Linked DNA regions of Astyanax mexicanus: region 2 is linked to region 1. The links are chromatin contacts, called in public Hi-C maps. All regions are on one chromosome and are shown on one strand. Each heading gives the region's core, a stretch centred on a gene start, on an enhancer-like site or on the middle of the called end of the contact. The rest is flanking DNA. Distances are from core to core; before and after follow the strand shown.

The links. A called contact is a pair of places that touch in the nucleus more often than the background predicts.
Region 2: a contact with region 1 is called in a Hi-C map of muscle, with 19 times the contacts expected there. The contact joins the promoter of LOC103040416 here to the enhancer-like site in region 1. A contact is called at or near these places in 2 of 3 Hi-C or Micro-C datasets (both in muscle).

The regions. Positions count from the first base shown.
Region 1 is chr5:55,628,801-55,636,092 of AstMex3_surface, reverse strand. It overlaps zgc:65895 (TSC22 domain-containing protein), which reads right to left. Exons shown (of 4, transcript XM_007244208.4): 1 at 6,089-7,292; 2 at 4,684-5,992. The coding sequence starts at 6,938. Among protein-coding and RNA genes, the nearest start is that of zgc:65895, 4.4 kb to the right of the region's middle. Within about 2 kb of position 2,027, the one cell type or tissue checked has an H3K27ac peak away from gene starts, as active enhancers do.
Region 2 is chr5:55,670,028-55,677,400 of AstMex3_surface, reverse strand. It overlaps LOC103040416 (coiled-coil domain-containing protein 122), which reads left to right and starts at 3,544. Exons shown (of 5, transcript XM_015604506.3): 1 at 3,544-3,695; 2 at 4,039-4,147; 3 at 5,215-5,613. The coding sequence starts at 3,664. LOC103042871 (tumor necrosis factor ligand superfamily member 11) reads left to right here. Exons shown (of 5, transcript XM_015604499.3): 5 at 1-711.

The DNA of each region.
Region 1 (7,292 bases), core at 778-3,277:
CACCAAACTAATTTTATCTTATTCTATCACACATACTTTAACAGGGACTGGCCAAGCTGTGCGTGTTCAAATTTTTACATATTTGTCAGCTATAGGTGCAACTTAAAGCAGCTGAATGCATTTATTAATAAGGCTGCAATGATTAGTTAAAAAGTTTAAAATCTGTTGAATCCAAATGTTCATTGACGGCTAATCTTTAATATGCAGCACTACACAAAGTACTTCAGACACCAACACAATATATACTCAATTTATACTGTGTCTCCAAAAGTGCCCAAACACGACAGATTACACATTTCCTCACTTAATATAAGCCCTTTGCACATTTAAAGGACAATGTTCTGGACATTAACATCTGTTTAACAAAATTGACAATAATGGCAGATATGGAGTTTTAGTGCGTTTTCACACTGGTCTGCTTTCACACAGAATAATTTCATTTAAAGCCTGGATTTATTGTGCAGTTTTCATTATTTTCCTTGTATACAAACACTCAATAAGTGAAAAACAGTGATTCTAAAGTCATGGCATTAGTGCTTTGCCTGAAGCAAAGAGATCTAGCCATCAGTTCTCTGAACCACTCCCACTTGAAACTACTTCTACACTTGTTTTGACCAAAAGTACCAAACTCTTATAGCAAGTGCAAGTGTGAAAACACCCTTAGAACCATTGCTATTGCATTCTCTTTGACCCCTTTCACACTGCCATGCTGCATGCATGGCTTCTTTTTCCGTTTACTGTGTCGCTATATCAGGACTAGGAAGTGATTTGCGACTTGTCACAATTATACAAAATAACATTTGCTGTTGTCAGGTTTGTCCGGTATCACCTTCCCACCACAATTTCACAAAGTTAGAAAGTTAGCATGCCAACTTGTGAAACAAAGCATTTTAACTAAATTCGAAATGGAGAAGTGAGAGTTCTCATGTCGGCTAGGTCATCCTCCCTTGTTGCGACTGCAGGATTAGCACAAACACAAACACCAGCCTTGTTCAACATCACTACTGTGGCGTAGTCATGGCTTACTTTCCTTAATGGAAAGATAAAACTAGTGTACTTTACTTGGCAGGGAAACATGAAGTGGTAGATGAAATGCTTCAGTAATTTTTGTCATAGCACCCAATCTCAACTATTCCATTGTTGAAACACCATTAATCAATTTTATCTAATCAATGGTGATTTGACAAAACCAGCCAATTTCTGATCCAGGTCTTGAGGAGCAAGGTAAGGCAAATGTGGAGCCAATCAGAGGTTCCCTAGATTATTATGCCCTCCCACTGAACTGTTCTGTGGGAGCTTTCTCTGATTTTGCTATTAATAGGTTTATGTTTGAGTAAAAAGAAAATTGTTGTTTTGTTCTATAAACTACAGACAACATTTCTTTGCAGAAATTGAGAAATGGCTGAAATAACAAAAGATGCAGAGCTTTCAGACCTCAAATAATGCAAAGAAAACAAGTTCATATTCATAAAGTTTTAAGAGTTCAGAATATAATCAATATTTGGTGGAATAACCCTGGTTTTTAATCACAGTTTTTTTCATGCATCTTGGCATCATGTTCTCCTCCACCAGTCTTACACACTGCTTTTGGATAACTTTATGCTGCTTTACTCCTGGTGCAAAAATTCAAGCAGTTCAGTTTGGTTTGATGGCTTGTGATCATCCATCTTCCTCTTGATTATATTCCAGAGATTTTTAATTTTAATTTTTTAAGTGGTCTATTTTTTTTCCAGAGCTGTATGCACTTATAAATTAACTCAATCTCCAAACAAAGAACCAAAGAAAAATGCAATATATATATATATAATATAATTAATATTTTCTACAACAACACAATTCCATTGCATATATAAAGCGTACAACCATTACTGTAGCATAAAATGGCCAGCACTGACTACACTGCAGCCCCTTTCTGCTTCACGTAGGGTGCCAGCATTGTTTGGGTGATAAGCCTGGAATGATTCAGCGTTTCCAAGGCGACTAAGTTCTAGATGACGAAGCAACGGCTGAGACAGAGAACGAGCAGGTTGAGGCTGAAGGACACTTACTGAGCATTTTTTTTTAGCTTACTGCACTGCTGTTGCTTCAGCCGCCTCAGGAGTGCCAGAAATTGGAACAGACGGAATAGAAAAGGTTGTAGCATCATTAAACATACAGTGTAAGGGGTTATCCAGGGATACAGCGCTAGCGCTTGCATTAGCCTGAATGAAACAGCATACTCTGTGAATCAGCAATGGTGTTCAATTCCTAAGAGCCTCTGCCTCTAAAACAGGCTGAACCAGGTTTGAAAGGAAGGGAGTAAAGAGAGGCATTATTATATGAGTTTGACTTGGATTAGTCTGTATTATCACTTCTTACTGATATACCAGTGACCATAATAACAAACCCCCGACACCTACGCCTCCACATTGCTGTTTTTGGTTTCTTTATGACATCATCAGTGACATTAATGAGTCATATAGAGAAACAGCTGAAGCTATATTGCCTTGGTGACAAAACACACTGACTCAATGGCTGTGACTGTGAATTCTTGTTTATGTTTTAGAGCACTAATTACAATGTTGGGCTCTTTTTACTGAGCTTCCAAATTATAAAGTGGAATTCGAAAATGTGATTTTAAGGATGCTATGATTTCCCACAATGCATACATAATTTCTAGCCAAAAACAGTGAGCTGGATTTGGACCAAAAGGTATTGAAAGTCTCGTTGCTAAGCAAAAGACATGTATAAGCTCATATACAGCTCTGAAAAAATAAGAGTTTCTTTGGTTTTACCAAATTAAAAAAACTCTAAAATATAATTAAGAGGAAGATGGATGATCACAAGCCATCAAACCACCAAACTGAACTGCTTGATTTTTTTTTACACTGCGAGTGGCATAAAGTTATCCAAAAGCAGTGTGTAAGAATGGTGGAACATGCAAAGATGCATGAAAAAAACTGTGATTAAAAATCAGGGTTATTCCACCAAATATTAACTTCTGAACTCTTAAAACTTTATGAATATGAACTAGTTTCTTTGCATTATTTGACGCACTTTGTTATTTCAATTTGTTATTTCTCTAAATGAAAATACTTTTATTTGGGACAGTGAGACGTAGCAAAAGTCATAGGACACAATACTAGTCCCATGTCCTGTGACTTTTGCCATGTCAGTGTATATTTCTAAGCAACATAACAGTCAAAGATTATGCCATAATCAGCACAATGCTTAACCAAGTCCAATTCAGAACTCAGAGTTTGTATGTTTACAGAGTTTTAAACAGGGTCTAGTCACTCTCATGTTTGTTCATGATGATGCGTGTTGCCAATAAGAAAAGATCTGAATTATTTTTTTTTTTTTTAGTGCTATAAACTTAGTAACCTAAACAGTCCCACCCTATATAGTGCAATACAAAAAAAGAAGTTGGGTTTCATTTTAGTCTCCGCCACTGTTTTCCAGTTTACTTCAGAAACAACCTCTAACAGACATTACAGTAGTTACTGTTAAACCCGAGAGATAAACACCAGGATGATTTACAAAACAAGTAGTAGAATATTTCTAAAAAGAACGGCAGATGTCAATGATACAACATGATGCAGCTATATGATGTGTGGACTTTAAGGTAAAACAATCATCTCAGCAACAAAACAAGTAATAATGTATTGTTCTTCCTAGAGGTGGGCAATAAAAAATATATTATTTTGTGATTGATGAAACACAATACACTTTTCTGCGCATTGTGTGGTCATAATCAGTGTTTAAAGAAAATTAACTAATGGAATATTTCATTACACAAAGTATACTTTAAATTGTTTAACCGGATAACGTGCAGCATATGCTGAATAAATCACTGTATTAAGTATGGGAGAATATTTGAATAGCACTTGAATAGGTGCATATGAGAATATTGCAATAATTGCTGTGTATTCTGAATATGTCTTTAAATATATAATATTACCATATTGCCCACTCCTAGTTCATGCATACTATTTGTGTATCTATTTTGGGATCATCTGAGGTAAATGTGTGAAAGAATATCAAAGAATAATTTTAGATGACAATGACAAGAAAGGTTAATGCACTCAATGTGAAATGTGCTGTGATATGTAAAGGCATCACTCTCAAAAGCAAACGTCAACAGATCACATTCTTTTCAATTAGTGCAGCTCATGTAACTGATAAATCAGTAAACCAGAAATAATGTGATTTGCAACAGAAATGAAAACATATTAATCAGGGCACTTTTAAAGGCAATGGCTAGATTAAAAATGATGATCATAAAGAGTTAAAAATGGAAAGCATAAAAAAATGGAATGGAAGTAGGGAGAGAAAGTAAATAAATTATATACACAGAGAGGGGGAATAGGTTCAGTGAGGAAATCGTGCTATATTTAGAAAGAGCAAACTGGCCTGACACTGACCACTTAAAAGACAACAGAGAGTAGAAGAAAACTAGAGAGTATTAAATAGGAGTGCATGAATAAGGCACATACTTGGCAGCCTGTTCCTGCAAAGACCACTCAGCTGTGTACCAGAAAGGGTGAGGTCTTTGAATATGGTGCACATCAATCATATGCATACTAATATTTAATGTCAAATAGCAGCCAGTCAGCACACTGGGTGTGTATACAAGTGTAGCAAGAATGTAAAAAGGTCATCAACATTCCTTCACTGGATCATATTTGACATCATGACTCTTACCTGTCCTCTTCTGTGCCAGCTGATGCAGCTAAGGCACCGGCATCTCCACTGGCAATGCCCTCTTGTCCAAGTGTGACACCTGCCTCTGATGCAGTCTGTGCAATGAGTCCAGCCACCCCTCCTGTAGCGAGCCGGGGGAGAGACAGCAAAGACTGGTGCTGGAAGAGCAACCGTCCAGCATCTTCAAGCTGGGATGCCGTAAGAGGGGCCATTCCACCATAGTGGCCTCCTGCAGAGGGGAGAAACGACAGGCCGAGGCCACCAGGGTGTCCATGCTGGAGAGAATGAGGAAGGCCTTGCTGAAGATTGCTCTGCAGAGTCGAGGAAGGGATACTGGGTGCAGTCTGGCCTGTAGTCGAGGAGGATGGCTGTGGTTGTTGGCCAACAGCAGCTTGATGTTGCTGCTCTGATGGTACTTGGTGGGGTGGAAGTGTCTGGGCCTGACTTATCGTGCTTCCTTGTGCCAAGACCATTGATGGAACTGGAGCTTGGGGCCTTGGAGATATAGCAGAGCCAGCCACTGGAGTCCCAATTGGAAGGCCAGGTATCTGTGTTGGAACAGATACCTGCTGAGGCTGAGCTGTAGCTTGGATGCCCTGTGAAATCTGGGCATAATCTATAGGTTGTAAACCCTGGTTCACAGGTAAAGCAGCCTGCTGATTTATAGTGTAGCCACTCTGCATTTGGCTTACTTGACCTTCTAGATTGTAAGCAACCTGCTGTTGGGGTCTGGCAAGGGGAGGTTGACCATCAGTAGTTCCCAACAGACCTGGGACTGAAACAACTTGTGGGTTGTTAGATGGAGCTACAGCAGGTGGAACAACAGCATGTGTCCCAGGATCCTGGGGAAGTGTATGAAGCTGAGGAATACCTTGGCTGGGAACAGGCATAGCAGCTGGAGTAAAGACCTGCTGGACAGGCTGTGGTCCTTGATCTCCTCCACCACTCATTGTGCTGCTCGAAGAACCACCACTCGTGCTTTCAGTTTCTGATTGGACAACACTCTCCACAGCTCTGTGTGTGGGTGGTGCATCTGTGGAAGGTGCTGCGACAGGAGCCTCTTTCTCATAAAACTCTGTGCATGTCCATCTTCCCTTTCGGAACGGCTCCGAGCTGGAGTCCAACTTCACAACCCTGAAACGAGATCCAGTGGCTGTTGAAGCAGCAGCAGTAGCTGTATTTGGAGTAGTGTTGGTGGGTGGAGGAGGCTGTGTAGCGTGAGCAGTCATGACGTTTCCCATGACTGCACCTGTTGTACTAGCAGGGAGGCTCCCACCTCCTGGAATCCCTGCTGCTCCACTCACAGAACCTGCAGACACAGAAGATACATGTTGGTTCACAGTAGCTATTCCACTTCCAGTCGCACTCGCCTCCACCACAGCAGCACGGACTGAGGGGACTCTACCTTGGGGTCTACCCTGCACAGCAGCACCAGACTGGGCAGCGGTGGATTTGGCTGGAGCAACACTGGCCCCTGTGGCAGAGGATCCAGACAGCCCTTGAACTGGTTGTGGGGCAGCCACAGGCTGGCTCTGGCTCCCCTGCTCCTTTTGGTGTCCATGAGGCTGGTGGCTGTGGTGATGGAGGCCATGACCATGGTGATGAACAGTCCCGTTCACCATGTATCCTTGTTGAGAGGACTGAGAGTGGGAGTGATGCATCACCGGCTCGTTAGGTGAAACCACTCCTGGAGTCTCTCCTCCATGCAAGCTGTTGAGCGTTTCTTCAGAAGAGCTTCTCTCAGGAATTCCTGGGTCGGTGGCTCGTGACACAGACACGTCAAGGATGTCAGAGGAGGAAAGGTCCTCTGTATGAGACTCATCCATATCATCATAGCTCTCAGTATCATCTGCTATGCTGTTGTTAGTGCTGGCACTGACCTGTGCTGGCAGGACGCTTGTGATCTGAAAGCCACTCTTCTTTTTCACTTGGGCCCCGGCGCTTTGAAGAGTCTGGGTCTGAGCCTGGAGGTGGATATTAAGGCTGTGGGGGGGAGGAGGCTGCTGGTGGGGGCCTGGAGAGGAGGAGGAGGAGGATGATGATCCAGTCGGGGGTTGATGGTGCACTATCAATGGAGTCAGGTGGTCGTCAGTTGTGATAGCAGCATTACAGTTCATGCTGGCCGAGGTGGACGAGGCAGACGTGACACCAGTAGTGCTGCTGCCCGTGTTGCTGCCTCTACGGCTGGTGAAAACTGATGCGTGTGCCATCTTCCTAGTCCCGGGAGAGTCTCCTGTTGAGTCTGAGTGGTGCATTTCGTCTATTTCCACGTTGTTGAGACAGAGACTGAGAAAAGTCTTAGCTAGCACACAGCCTTAGACAGTGACAGCCAATGCAATGACGTCGTTAGCAGTGCAAACTAGCTAACTGTAGATACAGCCCCCATTTATTAGAGAGAATCGCAAAATAAAACACAATAAACGCCCGTGAAAGGCTAAAGACAATACTGAACTATAATAAAATAAAGTGGATAATAATAGTAATCATTATAATCATTAACAGTTTACAAAATGCTAACTTAAACCAGCCTGGTCACTAGCTAGCCACTACAGATATTTAGTTAGTTAGCTAGCTAGCATGCTTAGCAAGCTAACACAGCTAAAATCTAT
Region 2 (7,373 bases), core at 2,295-4,794, 40 kb before region 1:
TAAAACAGACCAATATATTTTGGAAAGGTTATTGTTCTACAGCAGGGGATTTATTAGTATGAGCGCTGGCAAGACTGAGAGGAGTCTGAAGTTGAAAGACTGCAGGAAAATAAACATAGCTAAACTCCTGGCGTGGGTACACTCTTTCAGTTTTCAGATTTATTGGCTAGAAATGGTATTGGTGTGATTTTAGGCTCATCTTTACATATTTACATATAAATATGAATTTACATACCTCATCTCCCAAAGGTCATTTATGTGTAGCCAAAATAACATGTTCACTTCTTTAGTGAAAGTATATGCCTCTGTAAATATATTAACATTTTTTATTTTGAAAAGTATCATTTCTAAATATTCACATAAATATTTTACTGTTTTGATTGTACTGTTTGATTGTAATATGAGTTTTGGATGAACTGTGGTTTCACTTGATTAGGTGCTGGTCGCACTGATTTAGATAACATTTATAAACCTGTGTATTTGTTTCTTTTTAGTTTTTGTTCACATTCTTGAAGTCCGTTTTGTAGTGGTCATGATTTTTGTTAGTGGATTTTGTTCTGACAGCGTGTTCATTTGTTTATTAGCGATGATCTGTTTGTGAATTTGTATTAGTGACTTTTATTTTGGTGTGGTCTGTTTGTAGCGCTGTGGTCTTATGCTTCTTGTTTTTTTATTCCATTTCATTTCATATTAAAAGACTTGAAGATTCTTCTCTTTCCTCTCAGCCCAACTCCATTTGAGACTACCACACCTTACACTAGTATAACTCTGCTCTCCACTCACACACCGGAGTGATGTCACTGCAGATGTGTGGCTGTGCTCACATCTGGCTTTTGTGGTTTTCGTTACTGTTGAACAAGTCCTTGAGCAAGTTACTCAACGCTCTCTGCTCCAGCGGCGCTGTAGTATTTTTGACCCTGGCTTTCTAAGCTGGGATATGTGAGGAAAACATGTTTTGGTGCACTGTAAAAGTGTATGAGTATAATTACAATAAACGCTGATTATTATTACTTTGTTGAATATTAAGCTTCATGTATGTAAACACTGTTACAAGATTCAAAACCAAATTCACTTGTTATTTCCATGCAGCATGTGGTTTTACATTGTCTTGTTGAAAAAAATTTGGACACCCCTGATAAAGCTGTCTTGAGGAGATACTGCCATCACAGAACAGAAGTGTATACTGAAAAATCCCCGTACAAAGACAGAACTTCCTGATAACAATCCGGATGGTTTCATCTTTGTTCCATATAGGCACAGCATAATTTTTTCCCTAAAAAATATCTAAAATACTGATTCATCTGAACAGAATGCTCATTTCCCACTCTGTGATGATCTATCCCAGATGTCTCCGAGCCCCAAAAAATTGACACCATTTCTGGACATGATTAAAACAAGACTAATGTTTTATGTGTGTTTTTACAGTGCCATCTAAGGGCCCTTTCTATTTTCTAACATTTCCATAATTCTCTTATGCATTTGTTGAAAAAGTGGAGATCCTCTGTCCATATTTGCTCTTCAAAGACACAACATTTTGTGTATACTGCTTTTCATCACTATCCAATGAAAACCGAGTATTTTATTTTTTTGTGGATTTTTTGTTTAATACATAATTTAAACACACAAACAGTCCTTTTACACTGTATGTTTTTACATTGAATTTTATAGAAAGGTATGTTTTTTTCTCTCTCTAGTAAAGTTGCTGTTTTGAAGATACATATTTTTTTATTGGTCAGCAACATTTTGCACCAAATCATGGTTAAAAATCACCTTTTTAAACCTCATTTATTTTCGTCCCAATTTTTTTGTGTTGCAGGCCTTAAATGCAGGAATGGATATATTAACAAATATTATCAAAATTTATTTGACCAGGCAAAACATATAAAATTACCTTGGCTTAAGTAAGATGTAAGCAGCATCACTGCTTAAGCTCTCTGGTCTTATATCTTATTTCTTTTTTTTATATATATATTCACTGGGAAATACCCTACAGCTATGCTTTGCTAGTATTTTGCTATTTATCAAAAAACATGCAAGCAGAAAACGCCCAGAATATACAGACTAACACAAATTAGGAGCTCTGACGTGTTAAGCAGGAAAAACATGATTAGAAGAGACAAATAACATGCAGAGGTTAATGTGGTCGGTCTGATTCATGAGGGGAATACCCGGCTGACTCACGCTCCTTCTATCCTGTTATGACTGCAGTCACCGGGGGCCAGACTGATCCTTTTCTGCTGAGCTCAGGAACACAGTTCCTCTACTGTACACTGATTTCTGTTCAGAGGAAACCAGCATGAGAATTACACTGATCCAGCACTGTTCATGCTTAACCTATTGTCTAAATTCAAGATAAATTGAAACTATCTTATAGCAGTAATAAATAGAATACAGCTTCTATGTGCATTACACCAATAACCATTTATACTCTGACATTATGCAACACTGGAATATTCTGTTGGAAATTTAGAAGCTGCACCAAGAATCTGAGTTTCATTAGTTACACACTCTCAGATGAATTACAAAAATAAAGAATGTTCTAGGCTCCTAAGATACACTAACATTTAGAGGACTGTGAAGGCCAATTTAAATCATGCAAGAAAATACCTAACTAGAATTAATGTGGTGAATTACAAAAAAAACTATTACTAGGAAACACACCATGTGTATAATATATATATATTTTATATATTTGCAATGTATGTATCTACAAATGTTAAATGTATATTTTAACACATATTTTGCATATATCATTCAGTCAAACGTTTGGACACACCTTCTCATTCAATGTATTTGTTTATTCATCTTTTCCTACATTGTAAATTAAATCTAAAGTAATCCAGACTATGAATAAACAAATAAGTCACACAAGCCAAACAGATCAAAATAATAAATAATAAGTATTTAGCCAGGCTCTTATCTAGGGAGCTGCTAACTTGCGGTTTCATCATAATAATTTTTTATGGTTCTTAAAATCTTTCTTACAGTTTTTTTTTTTTTTTTTACTTTGTTGAGTACGTAGTTCTTGCCATAATCTGGATTAGAACATTACTTAAATATTCACTATTCACTGTATACCTGTAACTCTACCTCTTCACTACTTTACTGTAACTGATGCTCTCAAACACATTAAGAGGCAAGAAATTAAAAAAAGTAACTCAAATAAATATACTCACTTAAATATAAAACATATTCTGGTTTGTTAAGCATTTTGTTTGTTTACCAAATAATTCCATATGTCTTTCGTCATAGTTTGGTTGACTTTAGTATCAATCTACAATGCAGTACATTAAAAAATAATGAAAAAAAAACCCCAACTCAATTTAATTTTGATGTATATATTAACTTGTCAGATATAACTGCATCTTTACTTTACTGTGTTTCTGTATCTATTAAAATGTTTTTTTTTTTGCCATGTTTAACATATAATACTTCACTTTAGTATATGCTACACTTGAGTGCTTAATATTTCCCTGAATAATAAAAAAAAGTTTTTAATTATTTATAGAATGGTGATAATTTTACTTTACTAAAACGTTCTATCATGTTCTCAAAGAACAAACAAAAATATTTTAAAAATTATTTTATAATAATAATTTCTGTTTTGTGAAGCCATTCGCGTGTCCACAGCTGACAGAAGGCAAAGTGTTAACTAGCTAAGCTATGTCCAACGCAGACAACGCAGAGCTTTCCTGGTAATTTTAAACAGTTTAATACGACTTTTAGTCATTTTTAAACTTTCCAGGAAATAAAATAACTAGTTGAATATTTATAAATATATTTAGAAATATTGTTAATTGTAAAAGGGTTGATTTAATGGATGCTAAGCTAAGTTAGCTAACAGTTACATTTTTACCTCAGTTTGTTTGTTAGTTGTTAGCTAGCTAACGTTAGTAAATGGCTTTAAGCAGATATATCTCAGTGCAGGGTTAACAAAGTCAACGTCTGAAAGTAGCAGAGATAATATACTGTATTTTAAACTGTTCCAGTTCCATATTTGTGTATTTATTTACACTTAAAACTGTATTTTCTCCACAGTGCTGGAAATGAGGACTCTCTGGCCAGCGCACTGCAGGCGGTCTCCCAGCAGGGGGAGTCTCAGGCTGCGGTACTGAAGGAGAAACAGTATGTTCTCCACTCACTGCAGGTTTAACACTTTATATATTATATTACAGTAAAATAGTCACTTATTTGGATGTGTATTTTTAAATAAATGACAAGAAAAAAATGTGGACATGTATTTCTACATTTTAATGAATTTTAATACATTTTACAATTTACAGCTCTGGTAAAAAAAATAAGAGACCACTTAAAAATGATGAGTTTCTTTGATTTTAACAAAATGAAAACCTCTGGAATATAATCAAGATGAAGATGGATGATCACAAGCCATCAAACCAAGTTGAACTGGCTTGAGTTTTTGCACCAGGAGCAGTCCTAAAGCAGTGTGTAAGACTAGTGGAGGAGAACATGATGCCAAGATGCATGAAAAATGTTATTAAAAAACAGGGTTATTCAACCAAATATTAATTTCTGAACTCGTAAAACTTTATAAATATTAACTTGCTTTCTTTGCATTTGAGGTCAAATAAATGCTCTAAAATGACAATATTTCTATTTATAATTTGGGAGAAATGTTGTCTGTAGTTTATAGAATAAAACAACAATGTTCATTTTATTCAAACATAAACCTATAAATAGCAGGATCAGAGAAACTGATTCATAAACTAAAGTTTATTCATAATGTCTATTTCATGTACAATGTTATGAACTGTCTTTTAAATAGACAAATTTAATAATAAATAAGTACATTTAGCAAAAGAAGACATAGAAGTTCAAGGCAAACACATTTTTAGGCAGGAATTAAAGAGGCCAAATGGGAATAGTGGGCTAGAGGAGAAAACTTGCGGGGGACAGAGGGAGTAGTTAGTTAGTTAGAGGTGTTAGGAGAGTAGGTGATCTTTGAAGAGCTACGTCTTCAGGAGTTTTTTAAAGGTAGTGATGGACGCTCCTGTTTTTTATTTTTTTTTTGTTGGGAAATGGGAATGCCATATATTTTCAGGGAAGGAGGGCACCAAAATCAGGATTTAAGATCCCTGTCATATGATCTTGTCGTACTATGCTGGCAAATTCTGATCTGAATTTTTATTTTCTGGAACTGGATTTGCCGCTGCTGACATAACTGACTTAGTTTTTTTATTCATAATGCTACAGGCCACCCTGACAGAGACAGTGAAGAGTTATGAAGAAGTAGCCAATAATATAAAACTGAAGGAGCGACAAATCAATAGCATCACTTGTGAGATTGAAGAGATCCGTAGCCACAACGCTGCCCAGACAATACAAATACAGGCCATCTTAATGGATAATATGAGTTTCAAGCACACCATCGAAGAACAAGAGGAGAAATCTCGGTCCTTGCTGACTGAATACAACACTTACCGCAATCAAATGGACAATTACAAAGTGCGTGTGTCTGAGATGGAGAGCCAATCACATATTTATAAGAAGCTGGTGGAGAAGAGGAAAGAGGTGAAGAGACTGAAGCAGGCCAGAGAGGAACTGAGGATGGATTTACAGAATCCTGAGGGAAACGCAGTTCGTCAGGCTCAGGTGTGTACAGTCCTCCTGAGACAACAACATGACGTAATGTAACAGGATCCACTGATCAGCTATTCAATTAACACCACCACATTGTTTCTACACTTATTTTTCATCTTATCAGCTACATTAAGCATAAAGAAACTCTTTGTAGTTCTATTATTACAGATTAAAATCCTGTATCTGAATTGTGGTGGCAGGTTATGGTGTTAATCTTATGGCTGTTGTAATGTTAGTGCATTTCTATTAAGTTTAAATTAAGCATTTACACTATAAAGGTTTATGTTTATTAAAAAGTGTGGACTAAGAAAGACTGCTTTATTAAAAACGGAATTAAATTATAACAGAATATAAGAAATTAGAACAGAACATATGTTACTTTCTGAAGTGTAAATGCAAAAAGCAAGCATCTGCAGATCTACAGTATCTGCAGGTCCACAAGTTGGAATATAGACAGGCTATTTTTTCCATTTTATTGCTTCCATAAATTAAATAATGGTTAAAAACATTTTACATTTTAATTTATTCAAAATCTCTTTAACGTCAAAGCAAAATAAGTGTCTGTAAAATATTAAATTATATGCTATTCCTCTTTTCCACTTTACTAGTTCAGCCACTTATTAGGTATTGGATTGGGGTTTGGGCTTGACCACTCCAGAATGTTCTTCTTCAAGAAAAATACAGGCAGAATCAGATTGTTCTTCCACAGTTTAATATATTTTTTCTGCATTTATAGCACCCTCTACCTTCACAAGTCTTCCAGGGCTTGCTAACAAGAAGCATCCCCATTGCATGATGCTGCCACCACCATGCTTTTACGGCGGGGATGGATGATTTGTGTATGGGGATGTGCCTTGTTTGGTGTCTGCCATACATACCGTCTGGATGTATAGCAAAAAAGCTTAATTTTAGGTTAATTGTCCAACGGTTCATTGGGAAAACCATAATCAAGATTTATCCATCTTTAATGTTCTCCTCCAGCATCAATGTTCTACCGCAGCACTTATTATTAAGATCTTCCACTAAACGGTTATTTGCTATAGTTAGCTAACCATGCTGAAAAAAACTACACCCAGCCCCATAGGCATTTCATGTGGAGAAGCCATAGGAAAGGTTATGCTCTGTGCTCATTCAGCCCTGCAGCAGAGAATCAGCACGTGAGAGTACAGGCACCAACTGCCTGGACCCCTGTTTAATTAAGTCAGTCACGTTGCATATTAATGCTGCATCTCATTGTGTATTTTAAATTTTGTATAAAAGTTTTATATTTTAATAAAGCCTAATTATATTGATCATGATCCAGTTTTTAAAACAAATTCCCTTTAGAGAAACTCAAAATCCAAAGGCTTAAATGATTTAGCCAGCATGTACAGCTCATGCATGTTATTGGATGTGAATTTCCTGAATAGGTAGCCTTGTAAAAAGTGATTCACAGTAATCAATTTAGATTGTAACGTATGCATAGACAAGCAATTCCAAAGATGGTGCTCCATCACAGCAGAGAAAGCAGTTCCACCGCTCCACAGTCCATTTCCAAGGAGATTTATACCTCACTAGTCAGCACATTGCATTGGCACAGTAAACGCAGGCTCATTTGCAGCTTCTCTAGAGCCGTTTTACTGTCCATGCTTTTCAGTAAGGGTTCATACAGACTGTGTGCAGATAAATACCTGGAAAGTTTTAAATATTTTGTATTGATTGTCTCAATACTTTTGGTTATATCATTATATATACAGTAACTATACAGTGTCTACTTAATAAAACATAACTAT